2 separate regions of the Sus scrofa genome follow, and region 2 is linked to region 1. Evidence: chromatin contacts called from public promoter capture Hi-C data. All regions are on one chromosome and are shown on one strand. Each heading gives the region's core, a stretch centred on a gene start, on an enhancer-like site or on the middle of the called end of the contact. The rest is flanking DNA. Distances are from core to core; before and after follow the strand shown. Region 1 holds the start of C4H1orf52 (UPF0690 protein C1orf52 homolog). Region 2 holds the start of SYDE2 (rho GTPase-activating protein SYDE2).

Region 1 (4,114 bases), core at 870-3,369:
AATGAAGCTGGAGGAACAGGCAGGGCCTAGCGCTGACTGCTGCGTTGCTGGGAAAGGGTTTAAGCAAGTGAGATACACAGTCAGATCAGATGAGCTGCAGGGCAAGGATGAAGTGGGTGGAGTGGGTACAGGTATGCAAGCAGAGGTTGCTGGGACCACTTACCCTCCAAGCAAGAGATGGAGTTGTGGTACTAGCAACTAAGGCAACACAAGGAAGTCATTACCTTATCATCATTTTTAATTCCTAGGTAGTATGATACTCATGCAAGTTCATTTTGTGACACTCATTTTGGCTTTAAGGCACAACTGTGTTTTTTTGTTTTGTTTTGTTCTTTTGTCTTCTTAGGGCCGTACCTGCGGCACATGGAGGTTCCCAGGCTAGGGGTCTAATCAGAGCTGTTACTGCCGGCCTACACCACAGCCACAGCCACAGCCACAGCCACGCCAGATCCAAGCCGGGTCTGTGACCTACACCACAGCTCGTGGCAACGCCAGATCCTTAACCCACTGAGCGAGGCCAGGGACTGAACCCGAAACCTCACGGTTCCTCGTCAGATTCGTTCCCGCTGCAACCTGACGGGAACTCCTGTTGTTATTGGTTTTTTTGGTAAAGCACAACTGTTTTGACATAAAATGAAGCCTTCAGCACTTCACAACTGCAACCATCACAAAGAGTCCATGGAATAACTCATGCACCTCTAATAGGCCATCAAAAATCACACACACTATTGGCTGAGATATCAGAGTTCACTCTATGATTTCTCTACAACACAGCAAATACTGCTGAGATAGGAGAGACTTCAAAGTCAAATACACGTGACTCTTCTCAAAAACATAGCGAAAAGTATCCAAAGGCCATCATAATGTGGTCGCTAACTCACTGGATTGAAGTTCCAATCATTCAATAGCTCCTCCTTTTAAAACCTGCCACAGGGATCAAGAGGTGTCACCAGCGAGCCTGACTCTCCTTACCTGACTCCACGGTCTCCTCCCCTTCGGGCAGAAGCCTAGCTTTCTTAGCACTCGGTGGGGCATCGTCACCATTGTCCTCGTATATGTTAGACCATTTTATCGCCATGTCCAGCTCTGGAGGCGGAGGTTTCTTCTCAGCAGAGTAGGTCTCCGGAGGAGATACATAGTTGGACTTCCAAACTTTGAATTCCTTTGGAGGCTGTTGAGCAAACACATGAAGAAGCACTGTGACGAACCGAGGTCCCTAGAATCGGTATGGACACATGCACCTCCCTGCCGTGCGCTCAGCGTTCGGGCTGATTTTTTTTTTTTTTAAAGGTTTAAAGACACACTTTGCCATCAAATTCACAATACTGCTAAGTGAAAAGCCAAAGGGTTCCCTAGACGAATAAAGCTAATAACTTTTAGTTACCAAGGAAGAATCCAGTCTCAGAGATACTACGCCAAGGCCGACCCCTTCAGGAGGCTGCAGCAGACACTGTCTTGGAGGCAGCACCGCAGGCACTTCGGCGTCAAAGGGAAGGGGTCTCGGGGAGAAGCTGCAGCGGGGGGCGGGGGAGTCACCACCGTTAGTGCTCGCCGCGCGGGGTCGGGGCACCGAGCGCGGAGGTCGGGTCTCCTGGCAGGGGCGGGGCTGCGGGGCCGGTCCGACACCCACCGGGCTGGGGCAGGGGCCCGGGCTCCCCAGGGCTGGACGCGGCGAGGGCGTGCGGCATCCCGCGGGGTGACTGCGTGTGGGGGACGGAAGCCGGTCCCCAAAGGGGCTGCGGGAGGGGGAGGCCGGGACCCAGCTCGGGAAACGGGGGCGGGGAGCTCACCTCCTCCGGCGCCTTGACCACGTGCCGCTCCCAGTCTATCTGCTTGTTGAGCGGGTTGTAGAGAAAGGCCGGGCGAGTCACGCTCCGGAACAGCTCGTCGGGGCCAGGCAGCCGCTTCTCCGCCAGGTTCCCGCAGCCGCCCGCCGACGTCGCCGGATCCGGGGCCCTGCGACTCGTTTCCTCCGGCTCGCTGTTGTCCTCCTCGCTCGAGGAGCCTGAGCTGCTGCTGCTGCCATAGGCCGCGAAGTAGCTCAGGGGATCCTTCTCCTCCGCAGCCATGACTGCCCAGCCGGTCGAGGGCGGGCTCCGCCGGAAGCCGGAAGCCGGAAGCCGCTCCAGGGCCCTCCCCTCAGTCGGCCCCGCCCCGTCTCCCGGAAGGGGGCGGGACCTGCGCCCCCTGGCGGCTGCGCCGCGTTCCTGCGCGCGCCGGGAGGCGGGTTGGAGGCGTGGTCGCGCACACCCCCAGGCCTGAGCTGCTAAAGCCCTTTCCACCCAGCTCTGGGCAGAGACCCGCAGGTCCGGAGTCCGTGGTCCCAAGCAGACGCTCAGCGGTCAGTAAGATTTTATTAAAGGCTCAGAACTAAGCATTTCGTCTTTTCGCCGCCACCTTAAAGCCCTTGCCCAGAGAGTCCAGGCTTTCTGATCCCGCTGCATCTCTTCTTCAGAACAAAATGCCTCTGGATGCTTCTGCTCAGTCGTCCTGGAATAGCTCTGTGGGTAAGTGGACCTATCAAGTTCCACACTGATCCTCTCCTGCTTGACCTCATTCCAGCGCACCTTGAGCAGCCCCCTGATGGAACTGCTCTCGGATTGCATCCGCTCCACTCCGGGGGTCCTCCAGACTCTCTGGCTTCTTATTTATTGTCAGCCTGCTTTGTGCCATATGCCCTTAAACGATGGTGTTTTCTAACATATCATACCATCGTTCAGCAATACTCACTAACGATCTGTAGAGGTGTTACAAAGGTGCAGGTCAGACCATCCCTTTCCAAGGCATTCATGCTTGTGACTCCCAAATCTAGGTCTCCGGCTCCCATCTCTCCTCCCCAAGTTCTGGACTGGACCTCAACTTGGCTCTAAAACTTTCCATATGGAGATTGTACTGGGGTCTCAAATGTCCATTTAAGGGTCAGCAACTGGTCTTTCTTACAATTTGTTTCTGCATTTGTGTTCCCTCTTAGTAGATGACCTGTGCCTAGCCACCGAGGAAACCAGAAATCTTTGACTCCTCCTGGTGAGCTCAGAGGGAATGATACCCGAATGAGGGCAGTACAGTTGGTGTAGTGTAGGTGTTCACAGGTCCCATTTAAGGATGCCTGTTCATTTCCATGATGCACTCATCTCCAGGAGGCAGAGGATGTGTCTGTTTTATTCACTTCTCTTTCCCAGTCCTATAGCACAATGTCTGTGAACTTCTTCAGGGGAGGTGGATTTTGCTTTGTTTTTATATTCCTAGTACCCAGCTCAGTGCCTATCACTGCATAGAAGATCAAAACATATTGTGGATTATAATAATTTATGAAGGTGTAGGTCTGAGTGTTTTTCAGAAATTTCCACCCAAGTACCTAAGGTGACAGAGGAAAGTGACAAAGGAAACTGCACTTTGGGAGTCCCCAGAGCATCCTCAGGTTGGATAATTTGCTAGAAGCACTCAGAGAACTCACTGAATGCTGCTTTATTCATGATCATGGTTCGTTGTAGAGAACAAGGATTAAAATCAGCCGCGGGAGGACGTGTGGGGGCAGAGTGTGGATCCCTCCCCATGCACAACTCTGGTCTTCTTCTCCCAGCGGAGGTGTAGACCGTGCTGACTTGTGCTGCAAAGACATGCGAAGCCCACAGGGGAGGATCGCCCAAGCCTTGGCGTCGGGAGTTCTTGCCGGGGACTGGTCCTGTAGACTCGGTTGATCCCCATGCGGCCGACCTCAGTCTCCAGCCCCTCCAGAGGTCAAGGTGATAGATTTCAGCCCAAAGCCCCAGGAGCATAACCTTTTTTGGAATCTAGTATAATATCTTGAAAAGGTATGCAAATGTCTAATACATATTTTAAAGTGCTTATCATTGAGTAAAACTGAGATTCTTTTTTTTTTTTTTTTTCTTTTCTTTCTTAGGCTATGCCAAAGTTCCTGGGCCAGGGATTGAACCCACGCCACAGCAGTGACAGTGCAAGATCCTTAACCCACTGAGCCACCAGGGAACTCCAAAACTGACCTTCTAAGAAGATAACTACACTTATCTTGTGGCTTTAAAAACTGGCCCAGGAATTCCCACTGTGGTGCAATGGGATTGGTGATTGGAGGCATCTCTGCAGCACTGGGACACAG
Region 2 (4,114 bases), core at 568-3,067, 42 kb before region 1:
TTGGTCTTTTTGCTATTTCTTGGGCTGCTCCCGCAACATATGGAGGTTCCCAGGCTAGGGGGAGCTGTAGCCACCAGCCTACGCCAGAGCCACAGCAACGCGGGATCCGAGCAACCTACGGTAACACCAGCTCACGGTAACACCAGATCGTTAACCCGCTGAGCGAGGGCAGGGACCGAACCCTCAACCTCATGGTTCCTAGTTGGATTCGTTAACCATTGCGCCACGACAGGAACTCCTATACATACATTTACAAATGCCTTTCAATGTCTACACTTCCTTTAAAAGTACATAAGACATATTTTTCTTTTGATTAAAATACAAGTGTCCTTCACTTTCCACAGTAAGAAGATTACATACATGGCTGGGTTTTTAGGAGCTAAGGGGAAGGGAGGTAAAGGGGAAGAGAAGAGAGCTGTGAAATCCTAGCTCACCGAAGAGGAATTCTGCTTTGGTGGTTTTTTCAGCCGGGTTTGCTTGGGGCTGCTGGTCGTGCGTATCTTAGGTGCCCGCGCGCTCCTGGGGTGGGGGTGGGGAAGTGCACCGCGTAAAATGACAGCTTACGAAGCCCATAAAGTCTAACCTGGATCAAATTCAAATTCACAGACTCCACAAAAGTCGACAGATTTGCCTAGAGCTACAAAGAATAAAAGTCAAGGCAGCACCGCCCAACTCTAAACCGCCTCAAAAGCGCGTGGTAAACTTAACCTTCAGTCTCTGCTGTGCTTGGCAGTAGGTGCGGAGAAGAAAAAACTAGCCCCCACGTTCCTCACGCCACTGTCTTTAAAACCGAAGAGGAAAAGGAGGGAATGCATTACAGTGGGTGACCTCTAAATCGCGTGAAGCTGCCACAGACATGGCACTCACTCTGGCACCGGCAGGTACCTGTCTGCAAAACCGTGCCTCTGCTTCGCTCTGAAGCCAGAACCTGCTTGGTAAACAATCAGGCTCGAAGACTTCGCACTTCGAGAGCGAGGGTATCCTACCTGTCAGCCTAATTCTTTGGTCCGGAGGCACAGAGAGGACGTGGCTTTCTCGCACTTGCAAAGCGCCCAGATCTGGAGAGGCTGCCTGCACTCCCGGGACTTCGGGTGGTGTCCGACGGGTGCGACCCTTCATTCCCAGGGACAGGAGGCGGCCTTTGTACATCCACTTTTGCAGCTTCCTGACTGTCACTGCAGGCGGCTTGAGGTAGGGGAGCCCCTGCGGGCCGTCTCTGCCGCGGTGGAGTACCGAGGACCCCGCGGGGTCCCGGAAAGGGCTTCCCGAGGAGCGGCCGGGGTCCGGGGAGCTGGGACTGCGGCGGCCGGGGGCGCCGCGGCCCTGGGGCCGCCTCCGCTCCAGCCGTGCATCGCGCCTCCACGTGGCGGGGGCTCGTCCGGGTCCCCGCAAGCGCCGCACCTGATCCAGCTGTCGCTCCGCCACCGCTGCAAGGGAGGCGGCTTGGCACTCACCCGGAGGCTGTCCAGGCTTCTGCTGTAGGACAGCCACATGCGAGGCGTCCGCGGGCGGCCTGCCCCCAACTCCCTCGGAGGCGACCGGGGCGGGGACACCTGCTGCCGCCAGGGGCGGCCGCCGCCTCCCCGCTCCCCGGCTTGGGGGCAGGCTCGGCGGTGCGCCGCGCCGCAGGGGGAAGGCGGCTGGCCCGGAGCCCGGGTCCCCGCAGGGCAGCGGCGACCGGCCCAGCCGCGGTCGCTCCGCCGCGCGACCGAGTCAGGGGGCAGGTCGTGCATGGCCTGGATCAGCAGATAATAGGCCTCTCGCAACTGGGTCTGCAGCCTGCCCGTCTCCTGGCGGCCGCCCTCCGCCCCGGGGAGGAGCCGGCCGCCGGGGGAGCCGGGGGCCCCCGCTCTGCCCCCGCCCCCTCCGGCTGGGGCTCGGGCGCGGGCTGGCAGCCGCCGGGCAGGTTCTCGTAGTAGTCGGCGCCGTCCTCGTCCGCGCCGCGGCCCCCGGAGCCCGGCCGGGCGTGCAGGGGGGCGCGCGGGGGCCCGCGGCGCGGGGCGGCAGCCTCCTTCCCGCCTCGCGGCCGCCCTCCCCGGACCCGCGCCTCGCGAGGCCCCGCCTGAGGCGACCCCAAGAGCTGGGGCCGCCCCGGGCCCAGCCTGGCGCCGCCCGCAGCCTCGCGCGGGGACCCGGCCGCCGCACCCCCGGCGTCCCCCTCGGCAGCCGCAGCGGCCGCCCGGAGCCCGAGCCCCCCGGCGGGGCGGGGACCCCTTCGCCCCCGGAGCCTGGACAGCGTCCTCCTCAGAGGGTCCGCCATGCGCTCGGCCTCAGAGGCCAGGCTCGGCCCCGCCGCCGGGAGAGGTCGGAGCCCGGCCCGGGAGCGGGCGGCGCTCGCCGAGGCGGCGGCGGCTCCCCATGACCGGCGCGGGCCCTCGCGGGCTCCTCGCATACTTGGCATAACTTGGCCGCGGGAGGTGGGGGAGGGCGGCGGCGCCGCAGCGCGCATGCCCCGGACCCGAAGCCCGGAGCCGGGAGCCGGGAGCCCGGAGCCCCGGGCGCGCGGGCCGCCCGCTGCCGCGCTGGTTCGCCGGGCGAGGCGCGGCGGAGGGCGGGAAGGACGGGGGGCGAGAGCTAATAACTAGACCGGGAGGCGAGAGCGTGCGGGTGCGGAGACTCCGGGCGGGAAGAAGGACGAGCGGGAAGGTGAGTCTGGCTGGCGAGACCGAGAAAGGGAAAGCGCCCGCCTGGCTGCCACTCTGTCACCCCTGCCACCATTGCACGAGGCGTGTAGTGTGCGAGTCCTGGCTTGAGAGGGAACAAAGATTGTTTGGACAGACGAGGTGTGCGTACAGGTGTATCTCAGCGCCGTGTGTTCCAAATAATTGTGATTGTGCTAGCCATTTACAGGAAATTTTCGGCTATTCCTTTTCAATTAGGAGGAATCCTTTGTCCAAAATATCACCATCGGCGTCCCTTCACAAAATTTAAAAAATTTTTCTATTTCTCTTTTTTCTTTTAGTTTATTCACTCTAGCAATAAACCAAAACTTGTAAAACGGAGCCACAAATAGAGCCTCCCCCATCACCCTGCTAACGCTTCATTTCCATTCACATTGGGTTGAGAAACAGTTGAATCAAAATTGAAAAACGATGTCATTTGGAAATGCCAACTCTTTCAAAAACATCAAATTCCATGTTCTGTGTAGTGGCTGTCCAGGACTTTGTGTTGCCGCGGATCAGTGGACCTGTCGCTGATTGATAAGCATCAATCTGCTTTCAGAGTTACGCTTTTAGTGTTAGGTATTAGAAAGCGCCTTTGCATAGCTCACAAATGTGCTAACTCCTACCCCGGTACTTGGACAAAGTAAGGACTCAAGAAATATTTGTTGATTAAACAAATTCGTGCATAACTGAATAAGAGAATTTCATTTTAACTTAGCCTGTTTCCAACTATATATCTCTAAGTAAGTTCCTTTCTTTTTTTTTTTTTTTTTGCCCCACCAGTCAAGGCTCCAGCCTCTAAATGTGGTTTGATATGTACTACCTTGGTGAGTGTCTGGTCTCTGTATCCTGAAACAGTTGGGCCTGAATCCCTGCGGAAATCTTACCCACCTTTTAAGACTCCATTCAGCTGCCCTCTTCATGAAGTCATCTCTCATCTTCCACAGAGACATGAACCAGCGGTATTCTGTTCATACCCACTCAGAGTATGTTTGTTGTTTTTTTGTTTTATACAAGACAGTCTCCCATACAAGAAAATTTATAAACTCCATGAGGGCAGGGACTATTTGTAATCGACTTCTGTATTCTTCATAGAGCATAAGCATCGTGTCTTACATACTGTACATGATGAATAAGTATTTTTAAACTAATGTCAACTTTAATTTGAAGGAAACAAATGGCTTTAATTTCCGTCTGTTGCCTAACTCTCCACTAGACCATACTCTACTGGTGTTTTTTTGGGTTTTTTTTTTTTTTTTTGCCTTTTTTGCCATTTCTTGGGCCGCTCTCACGGCATATGGAGGTTCCCAGGCTAGGGGTCAAATTGAAGCTGTAGCTGCCTACGCCAGAACCGAGCCGTGTCTGCAACCCACACCACAGCTCACGGCAACGCCGGATCGTTAACCCACTGAGCAAGGGCAGGGATCGAACCCGCAACCTCATGGTTCCTA

What was found. Promoter capture Hi-C pulls out the DNA fragments that hold promoters and counts their contacts.
Region 2: a promoter capture Hi-C map of liver shows a contact between it and region 1, with 2.7 times the contacts expected there. The contact joins the promoter of SYDE2 here to the promoter of C4H1orf52 in region 1. A contact is called at or near these places in 1 of 5 promoter capture datasets (liver), 3 of 47 Hi-C or Micro-C datasets (embryonic fibroblasts, epiblast stem cells and liver) and 2 of 2 datasets of contacts at active chromatin or transcription factors (alveolar macrophages and skeletal muscle).

What each region holds. Positions count from the first base shown.
Region 1 is chr4:130,657,929-130,662,042 of Sscrofa11.1, reverse strand. C4H1orf52 (UPF0690 protein C1orf52 homolog) reads right to left here and starts at 2,119. Exons shown (of 3, transcript XM_021090346.1): 1 at 1,791-2,119; 2 at 973-1,171. The coding sequence starts at 2,069. LOC106505545 (a long non-coding RNA gene) reads left to right here and starts at 2,194. Exons shown (of 3, transcript XR_001300083.2): 1 at 2,194-2,507; 2 at 3,581-3,812; 3 at 3,902-4,114.
Region 2 is chr4:130,700,043-130,704,156 of Sscrofa11.1, reverse strand. It overlaps SYDE2 (rho GTPase-activating protein SYDE2), which reads right to left and starts at 1,817. Exons shown (of 9, transcript XM_001928224.7): 1 at 1,313-1,817; 2 at 987-1,310. The coding sequence starts at 1,733. LOC106505390 (a long non-coding RNA gene) reads left to right here and starts at 1,059. Exons shown (of 5, transcript XR_002343649.1): 1 at 1,059-1,191; 2 at 3,447-3,649.